3 separate regions of the Mus musculus genome follow, and regions 2 and 3 are each linked to region 1. Evidence: chromatin contacts called from public Hi-C and HiChIP or PLAC-seq data. All regions are on one chromosome and are shown on one strand. The core of a region is the stretch at or near the end of the contact, and the rest is flanking DNA. Distances in the headings are between cores, read along the strand shown.

Region 1 (2,700 bases), core at 111-2,610:
CTGGGGAAATCGCTCCTTTCCTGGGAGGTGGTGAGGACATTCCCAGGTTGCTCTGTTCCTGCCCTCTCCCTGCACCCTCCCAGTCTTACCGCTTTACCATTGGGGAAAAAAAATCAGACAGATTTCTTGTTGTTTTTGAAAATACATATTCATTCTACAAAGGCTGAGGGAAGCCTGCTAGCTACAAGGTAGAGGTTTTGCCAGGTTGGGGACTCTTGGAGACACAGCTCTTTCTGCCTGTGAAGAGTTTACAGTCATGCGTGTGGGCAGGATGTGTGTATCAGGCAATGTGGTTGCATATAGCAAATTTTTGTGGTTAGCAAGGAGGGGAGAACCTAGTTTAGCCTAAAAGGTTCCCCAGAGAGGCCTCTGGGAAGGTGATACGGGACAAGCTGTCACCTTGACGGGTAGTGAGTACTGCAAGGTTTATAAAGCAGCAGGGTCAAGGAATGGAGGTGAAGTGAGAGGGCTCTGAAGCAGCTGGCTGGATCCAGATGTGAAGGGGACAGAGTTGGGCTGGGGTGACAAGGGAGGGGAGCTACAGGTACCTGATGACAGGGTTTTGGGGTGTCATCAGAGAGAAAGAGAGAGAGGCAGACAGAGGGAGAGAGACAAAGAGAGAGATAGAAAGAGACAGAGACAGGGAGACAGAGACAGACAGAGAGAGACAAAGACAAGGAGACAGAGACAGAAAGAGACATAGAGACAGAGACAGGGAGATGGGACTTAGGTTTGTTTTAGCTTTGTGTACTAGGCACAAGGTGTTATTTCTACATAAACCAACTCTGTGGATCCCACCAGACTCAACAAATAGCAGTCTTCGCTCTGTTCAGCATCAGGGAAAACGAGTTCTCCAGCATTCGCTGCCTCTGAGTTTTCTCAGCTTGCATCGATTAGACAAGTCCTTTAGATTGATCATTTTCTCGAGTTTACTGTGCATAAAGATCACTTGGGACATTCAGTTAAGTGTGGCTGTTTGGTGTCTGTCATGTGGACTCGGGTCCTACATGGCTCAGCAATGTGCATTTTTAACAAGCTACGTGGATCAGAGAGCACATTTTGAAAGAAACAGTCCTAGAAGCTGATTGTATCCTCCTGGGGAACGTGCTGGGATTGAGGCTGCCGACAGGTGGCAGTACTGCATCGTGATGCTCTAATTACACCTCGGGCTTTCTTCCTTAAACTGGGATTGTTGACTGTAACTGGCCGAGACAGACAGTTCTGGGGCTTGCTGTTTTGCAAGAATGTGTAGAAATGAAACTGGGTTGGTGAGGAATGCTCGGCTACTTGTGGGGTGGGGTGAGGTGAGGTGAGGTGCTGAGGCGGGAAGATCCCAAGTTCAAGAGCTGCTTGGGCTACACAGTGAGTTCAAGGCCACCCTGAGCAGCTTTGGTGAGCTCCAAGGTGAAGTGGGCTTAGGAATGCAGCTCTCACTTAGCACCTACAGCGCCTCAGGCTTCCGTTCCCAGAACAACCAGATAAAGTAGACAAAGTAAAATAAGTTAGTCAGCAAATCTTACATTTCAAAAAAGTTTAAATTTCATTTTCAGCCAGCAGAGTTGAGCTTTCAATACAGAGAATACAGAGATCTCTTGTCAGGCATGTATTTTGATCACCTGAAATATGGATACTCCTGGGAGAGATGTGCCCAAGGTTCAGTGAACACATGGTCTTTAGTTATTATTGGTATGATTATTTGGAACGTCCTCCGTCTTTATCATGGGGTAGAGTCTCTTTTTCATGCTCATCATTAAGTGAATGAGGCAGGGATGGGAGGCCTTCCCTGGGTTTCCTGAGCAAGCCAGCGACAGGGGCGCCTCAGCTTTCAAACATAGCTCTTGGTTTATACTTGACTGACATGGTGGTCCTGGTGGCCTGGTCTAAATTGAAAACTGACTGGAAAGGGTCCAACAGCAGAGAATTGGCCATTAAATGGCTATCTGAATTAGTGACCCCTAGCGCCAGCTCTAGGGTGGCCTGTTATGAGATGATGCCCTGTCACTGAGAAACATCTCAAGCCCCTTTCTGTTTGTACATTCTTTGGGAGAGGGGGTTGATCCCTGAAAAAAAAAATCAGAGTGTATAAATTCTATGGTCTTTCTTATCCCTAGTCAGTGGTTTTGGCTGATTCTAAGTGATCATTGTTGGTACCAGACGAGATGGAGACTCTCAATTGCATCCTGCTTTCTCTGTGCCTGTTTTTAACTGCATCTCTGCTTTTCCTTCCCCTCTCTTCTCTCTCTCTCTTCTCCTCCATTTCTCTCCTCTCTCGTTCTGTGTTCTCTCTTTTGTTTCCAACAAGATCTTGATATGCAGCCCAGGATCGCTTGCCTCAGACTTAGACCCACTGAATTTCAGCCTCCCAGATGCTGGGATCACTAGAGAGAGCACCGCATCTGCCTACAGTGGCTTTTTAAAAACAGGGAAAAGGAAGGCAAGAACAATAGAAAAATCGCTTATTATTATTGTTCGCCACCATGTCATGTAGAAACCGTATCTTGAGTTAAGGAAACTTGTTGTTTGAATGATTTTTATCAGTTTCTTTCTACTTTATAAGCTTGACTTCTAGAAAAATTTGAATTATAGGATATGTTGCATTCTATCCTATAGGCTGCACTGTGTTGGAAATTCATGGAAATTCATGCTTTAGTTAGAAATTAAATGAACCAAAGTTTGTTGGCCAATGATATATTAGAAGTG
Region 2 (2,700 bases), core at 15-2,514, 260 kb after region 1:
TGCTGGGATTAAAGGCATCCTCTAATTCTCTGATTGTTTTCTATTTAGTGTGTTCACTCTGTTTAGTAGTTCTCTCCCAGAACTCCCGAGGTCCACCTCCCTGTGGTAGCTTCACATGCTTTGAGAAAGCATGGCCCTGTGTGGCCAGTTTGACAGACGGCTCATGGCAGAAGCAGAGAGGCCCCGAGCATCGCAGGCTCAGGCTTATGTCAATTGGGACAAAGGCACAGAACTGGCAGCAGGTGTAGAGAAGAGAAAAGGGCTTTCTTAGGAAATAGGGCTTCTGCTAGAATGTCCCAGAATGGAGGCCAAGTGCTAGCCCTGGAAGATCTTCATCACTGGGCCAGCAGGACTACTGTGGGGCAAACATGTTTTCACTTTCTCTTGTCAGGAGGAGGCCATGTGGCTATGCTGGGGCTGGAGAAACAAAAACTGGGTCCCTCTGTATCCACTGTCACATGCAGAATGCTCATCTCAAGGCACCCCTTTGTGTAACCCCAAGTGAAGTGTCTCTCTTGTCGATGCCTCTGAGCACGGGGTACCTCTCCACCTTGCAAGGCACCAATCTTGCAAGGCACACCTAGTGTTTCCGAGCGTGTGTGCTCCCGGCCGCAGCCTCCTGGCTGTCTCAGCCTCCGTGGCTCCAGAGTCTGGAGTGTGAGAAGCAGAGCCTGCCATTTTTTTTCTTCTCCAGGGCGAGAGCTATGTCTCTAGCCATGTGAATGGTTCTCTCTCCACTCCCAATCTAGAGGTAGGACAATGACATCAGTCTCCCTTAGAGACTCACCTTTAGAGGTTGACTATATAGGTTAGCAAGGAGGCCCAGACTTGCAGGGGCTGTGGTCCTATAAATCCCAGGGAACGCTGGCCTTACTCTGCAGGACCTGAACCTCCTGAGGACTGGTGTCAGGGTGGAATGGGCAGATGCTGTCCTAACTGGCTTTAGAGCATCTTCTTTCCAGTTGCTTCTTTAACTGCATCCCTGCCCATGTCTGGTGCTCACCCCCTTGTGGGCCTTTGTTATTGAAACACCCTGACCCTCTTTTCCAAATAACTCTATTCACCCTCTAAATTCTGACCGCAGGACATTTCTTCCTGACACCCGAGTGCTCACTCCCACATGTTCCCTGATGTAGGTACTTAGCACCAAGACTCTGTCTTCAACCTCGGCTCAGAGCTTCCTCAGGGTGAGCAGTGATGGCCTTCGCCAGAGAGCCTGGGGTCTAATCTCTGAGTGGGAGGGGCCTTCAAGGCTGAAGGAAGTGAAAGGTGAGGGCTGGTGGGTGGGGTGGAAGGAAGTCTGAGCTCAGGGCTGGCCTTTGTGAACCCAGACACCTGGGAAGCAGGGGCTGGGCGAGTTAAGTGGCCAGGAGGAAAGGCTGCCCACAGAGGGAGGTGATGAGGTCCCAGCCCTCAGCTGCTTAGCTTAGATACAGCCTTCAGGAAGCCAGGGCCAACCACTCAAAGGCTGCAGGTCTGAGGATCGGAGTACTCACAGTTAGTTTCCTTGCTTGCCAAGCTAACAGCACCCCCTCTCCCAGCCCACTCCCCCTTGAGTGGCCCCCCTACCACCAGGCCAACTGGCTTGGTTCAGCTGCAGCAACGGCCAAACCGTCTCTCTGGAAGCCAAACAGGAAGCTGAGGAGAAGGGGGCCAACGGCTGGGGATCCTTTGAGCCTCCTCCAGGAAACTGTGGGAGACAAGAGGGACAAAGACAGGCCTTGCTCTCCTGCCCCAGTGCTGGGAGCCCCCTCCCCAGTCTCTCTCACTTCCTCAACTCTCTCCAGTAGCCATCCCCAAATCCAGTTCCCCTGGTGATAGGGACCAGAAGGGCCCTATGGAAGAATGGCCAGCATCACTCCAGAGCCGTTCACAGGTTACAGCAGATGAGACCACACTGACAAACTGTCACTCCAAGTCCATAACTTACACTGGGGCTCACTGTTAACTGATATATTCCGAGGTCATTATAGTACTATCATGCAGTACGGTTCCCTGCCCTAAAAGCCCTCTGGGCTCACCTGCTTGTCCCTGCCTCTGCCTTCAGGCAGCAGCTGAGAGTTGATTATCTCCAGGGCCCTTTCCCAGAATGCCATGCAGTCAGTACAGAGAGATGTAGCCTTTTCAAGTGGATTTCTTTCACTCGTCAGTATACATGAAGCTAGGGGCTGGAGAGGTGGCTCAGTGGTTAAAGGAGACTGTTGCTCTTCCAGAGGGACCCAGGTTCTATCCCCAGCCACAACATGTCAGCTCACAAGCATCTGTAACTCCAGTCCCCAGAGGATTCAACACCTTCTTCTGGACTCCAAAGGGCCCAGGCACACATGTGGTACACTTAATATATGTGCAAGCCAAACACTCATACATGTAAAATAATAACTCCAGCAAATCCCCGCGGAGCCTCTTCTTTCACCCTAACGGCTGAGCAAGATTCCTTCGATGGACGTGCCAGGGGTTACGTGGAGCCTTGAAGAACATCTTTTCTGTTTCGGAGTTCTGGAAAACAAGGATAAGGCTGCTGAAACTCTTGCGTCAGGTTTGGGAATGGCTCTACTCCCCCATTCATTCTGGGTAGATGCCAAAGAACATTGTAAGACCACATTTCCTTGTATAAAGAACTGACAACCTACCTCCCAAAGGAACTGTCCTACCAGCAATGGATGAGAGGTCCTTGTATCCTGGCCAGCATTGATGTGATGG
Region 3 (2,700 bases), core at 141-2,640, 390 kb after region 1:
AGTACTGATTAAAAGTTCTAGACTATTAAGTTACTTACAAACTTGAAGGCTGCTGTGAAATAGAGATGGCCATAATTTCTGCCCAGAGAAACAAAATAAATGTTGTAATCTGTTGAATATTAAATTGTTTTACATCGAATTCAGAAATCCTATCCTAGCATTTACGTTTCATTGCCTGCAGATGCCCGAGTTTTCAAGTGTTCATTGGACTGACCATAAAAAGTTTTCTGGTTCCTTTATTAACTAATGAATTAAATACAACTTTGTACATATTCATTTTATATTTGTCTGAGTAGTGATTTTATTTATCCATGTATTTATTTTAAATTTTATTTTGTAACAAATAATTTTTTATAATGGCATTTTAAACTTCACATTATCTTCATCATTATTATGAAAGACAGTTGCCAGCCACCACTGCATTTGAAACTTGCATATATAGTAGCTCTACTTTTTAACTAGAATATTTGTTTATTTATTTATTCTGTATGTACACACGTCTGTCTGAGTGTATGCCATGTATAAGTGGGTGCTCACAGAGATCAGGAAAGGGCTGGAGTTACAGGCAGTTATGAGCTGCATGACATGGGTTCTAGAACCAGACTCAGGGCCTCTGCAAGAGCAGCCAGTGCTCTTAACCACTGAACCAGCTCTCCCACACCATAACATCTCTTTTCATATCAACAGTGCAAATTATGGTACCTTTATATATCAAAGGATAGGCTATTGTGCAAAGTTTACATGGCCTGCCTGTGTCAAACATCTAGAAAATAGGGGAAGATAATACCAAGTCCAGGACTACGCAGACCCAACCCTCAGACTCAATCCTCTTTGCATCTCACAGTTCTCTGTTCACAATGCCGATGGAGCATTACAAACAGAACCACAACAACAAAACACCCAGGGCTAAATCTCAAACTACAACCAAGTAGGAACAAAGTAGTCACAATAAAACATGACATTTCCTCTTTTAAAATGGTAAAAACACTTAGAGTCCCTGCCTGATTTGTTCTTTATCCCTCCAGTTATTAGAAGACAAGAGATAATCTACCTTTTTGTGAAATTCTTTCTAAAAAACTGTTCAGATAAAGTTCCAATGAACTCCAACTGAAGTTTATACAAAAGTGATTTTGTAACCATTTTCAATTTCTACACACAAAGTTTCAAAGTGGGTCACTGAAAACCTGTATCCCAAGTAATATAAAACTGAATATTTTGATTTCCCTGGGCTGGGCAGTAAGCCTCTTGAACCTCTATTTTTGGAAACTGTGGTATCCCTTTAATCCTGTTACAGAACTGCTGACAGGGGTGATAGTGAAGGAAGCAGACTGAGAGTCTGTCTCAGCAAAGGCTCCAGGAAGAGGAAGAAAACAAGGCATAAGCAAGCAAATCATCTTGCAAGAGAATCTTGTGAGATCTGTGTCGGTGTTCACAACTCAACTCTAGAGCACACGGCCGTGAAGCTGCTCAGCGCTGGTGTAGCTGAGAGCCAACACCTACAGCAGGGTTAAAGTTGTGCCTGTAGGGAACACAACAGCCCTCCTCTGGGTCTGTCTTTTTCATAACCAGAAAATCTTTGGTGTATGGAGAGACCACTGAGAAAACATCTGTATTTCCCCACCTCGCTGTGCCTTGCTACATTTAAACTGTCAGGGTACATGTACTCTGTATGATGCACGGTCTTGATTCCAGATCCTTCCCAAGTAGCTGAGACAACCTAGCTAACAATTTTCTAAAAACTAGTATCAGTTGCTTTTCAAAAATGGCCCCTGGTTTGCTCAAGTCATTTTCAAAGTACTCTTTGAATTTACTGTGAAAAACATACAGAACTAATATCTCTTTCCAAATTAAATTTGGTACTCCAGGTTTACTGGCTGTCCTCAGACAACACGTGATAAAGACTGATATTCTAAACGTTCAGCTCCATTCCTGAAGGCCATGTGTTAAGTATGTGCAATACAATTTAACCTTTCTTGAAGTCAAGAGCTATCATTCTGCTGGCTGTTTTCTGATTGAGGCCCAAGTGCTAAATGAAAATAAAGTCAGATGCTGACAATTATGAATGCTCAGAAGGTTTGGACAGAGGCTCTAGCAGCCTAGATATATACACAGCATGCCTACCTCTATGTACTTCTACTGTGAGAAAGAAAGCCTGTTTCTCTAAGTGCAAGGACCAGACTGTAGGAATTGCAGGGTTGGCCAGAAAGACCTCGGTCTGTAATAGAGGTGAGTATGGTCTATGTCTACATCTATATTGATTCCATATATACATATGAAAGCATCATACTGAAACTAACTGTTATCTAAAATTAATAAACCCTAGATTTCTTGCTCCTTAAGTGAGAGGCTACAGATAAGAAAGTAAAATAGAATGGGCTATACAGTACTGCACCAGAATCAAATCAGTATGGTCTCCTGCTAGCTTAACACAGATGCAGACTGATATAGAAAAATTATGTGTGCATATAAATAGGTTAATATATTTATGTGGGTTTCCTAACTCTGTTTAAAGAGCACATCTAGAATTAGTGGTACCTCAGTAGCAATGAGTACACACTATTGTGATTTTGGTGTCTAATATCATTTGCCAATAAAAGGAATCAGGGCTTCTTGGGAGATTACTAATTCTAGACCTAGGTGAGCTGAAAACATCTTGTAATGCCAGAAAAGAAAAAGCAACAAATCAAACTAAAAGTATGG

The links. A called contact is a pair of places that touch in the nucleus more often than the background predicts. HiChIP or PLAC-seq counts read pairs in DNA pulled down with a chosen protein or histone mark.
Region 2: an H3K27ac HiChIP or PLAC-seq map of the HPC-7 cell line shows a contact between it and region 1, with 12 times the contacts expected there. The contact joins two enhancer-like sites. A contact is called at or near these places in 1 of 15 datasets of contacts at CTCF or cohesin (the NIH/3T3 cell line), 3 of 484 Hi-C or Micro-C datasets (the G1E-ER4 cell line, the N1E-115 cell line and bone marrow-derived macrophages) and 7 of 115 datasets of contacts at active chromatin or transcription factors (the HPC-7 cell line, VIP interneurons, embryonic stem cells and 4 more).
Region 3: a contact with region 1 is called in a Hi-C map of bone marrow-derived macrophages, with 20 read pairs. The contact joins two enhancer-like sites. A contact is called at or near these places in 4 of 39 promoter capture datasets (the C10 cell line, cranial neural crest and neural stem cells), 1 of 484 Hi-C or Micro-C datasets (bone marrow-derived macrophages), 3 of 115 datasets of contacts at active chromatin or transcription factors (large pre-B cells, microglia and oligodendrocyte precursor cells) and 1 of 9 other capture datasets (embryonic tail).

The regions. Positions count from the first base shown.
Region 1 is chr17:83,902,426-83,905,125 of GRCm38.p6, forward strand. No RefSeq gene overlaps it. Among named protein-coding and RNA genes, the nearest start is that of 1810073O08Rik, 14 kb to the right of the region's middle. Within about 2 kb of position 1,361, at least 81 of the 459 cell types and tissues checked have an H3K27ac peak or open chromatin away from gene starts, as enhancers often do. A contact at or near this core is called in the G1E-ER4 cell line, the HPC-7 cell line and bone marrow-derived macrophages, where this site is marked.
Region 2 is chr17:84,160,042-84,162,741 of GRCm38.p6, forward strand. It overlaps Gm41640 (predicted gene, 41640), which reads right to left. Exons shown (of 6, transcript NR_166901.1): 5 at 2,022-2,496; 6 at 1-1,690. Among named protein-coding and RNA genes, the nearest start is that of Gm19696, 5.0 kb to the left of the region's middle. Within about 2 kb of position 1,265, at least 87 of the 459 cell types and tissues checked have an H3K27ac peak or open chromatin away from gene starts, as enhancers often do. A contact at or near this core is called in the G1E-ER4 cell line and the HPC-7 cell line, where this site is marked.
Region 3 is chr17:84,292,006-84,294,705 of GRCm38.p6, forward strand. The region is part of intron 29 of Thada (thyroid adenoma associated); the gene reads right to left. Among named protein-coding and RNA genes, the nearest start is that of Gm24492, 5.6 kb to the left of the region's middle. Within about 2 kb of position 1,391, at least 33 of the 459 cell types and tissues checked have an H3K27ac peak or open chromatin away from gene starts, as enhancers often do. A contact at or near this core is called in bone marrow-derived macrophages, where this site is marked.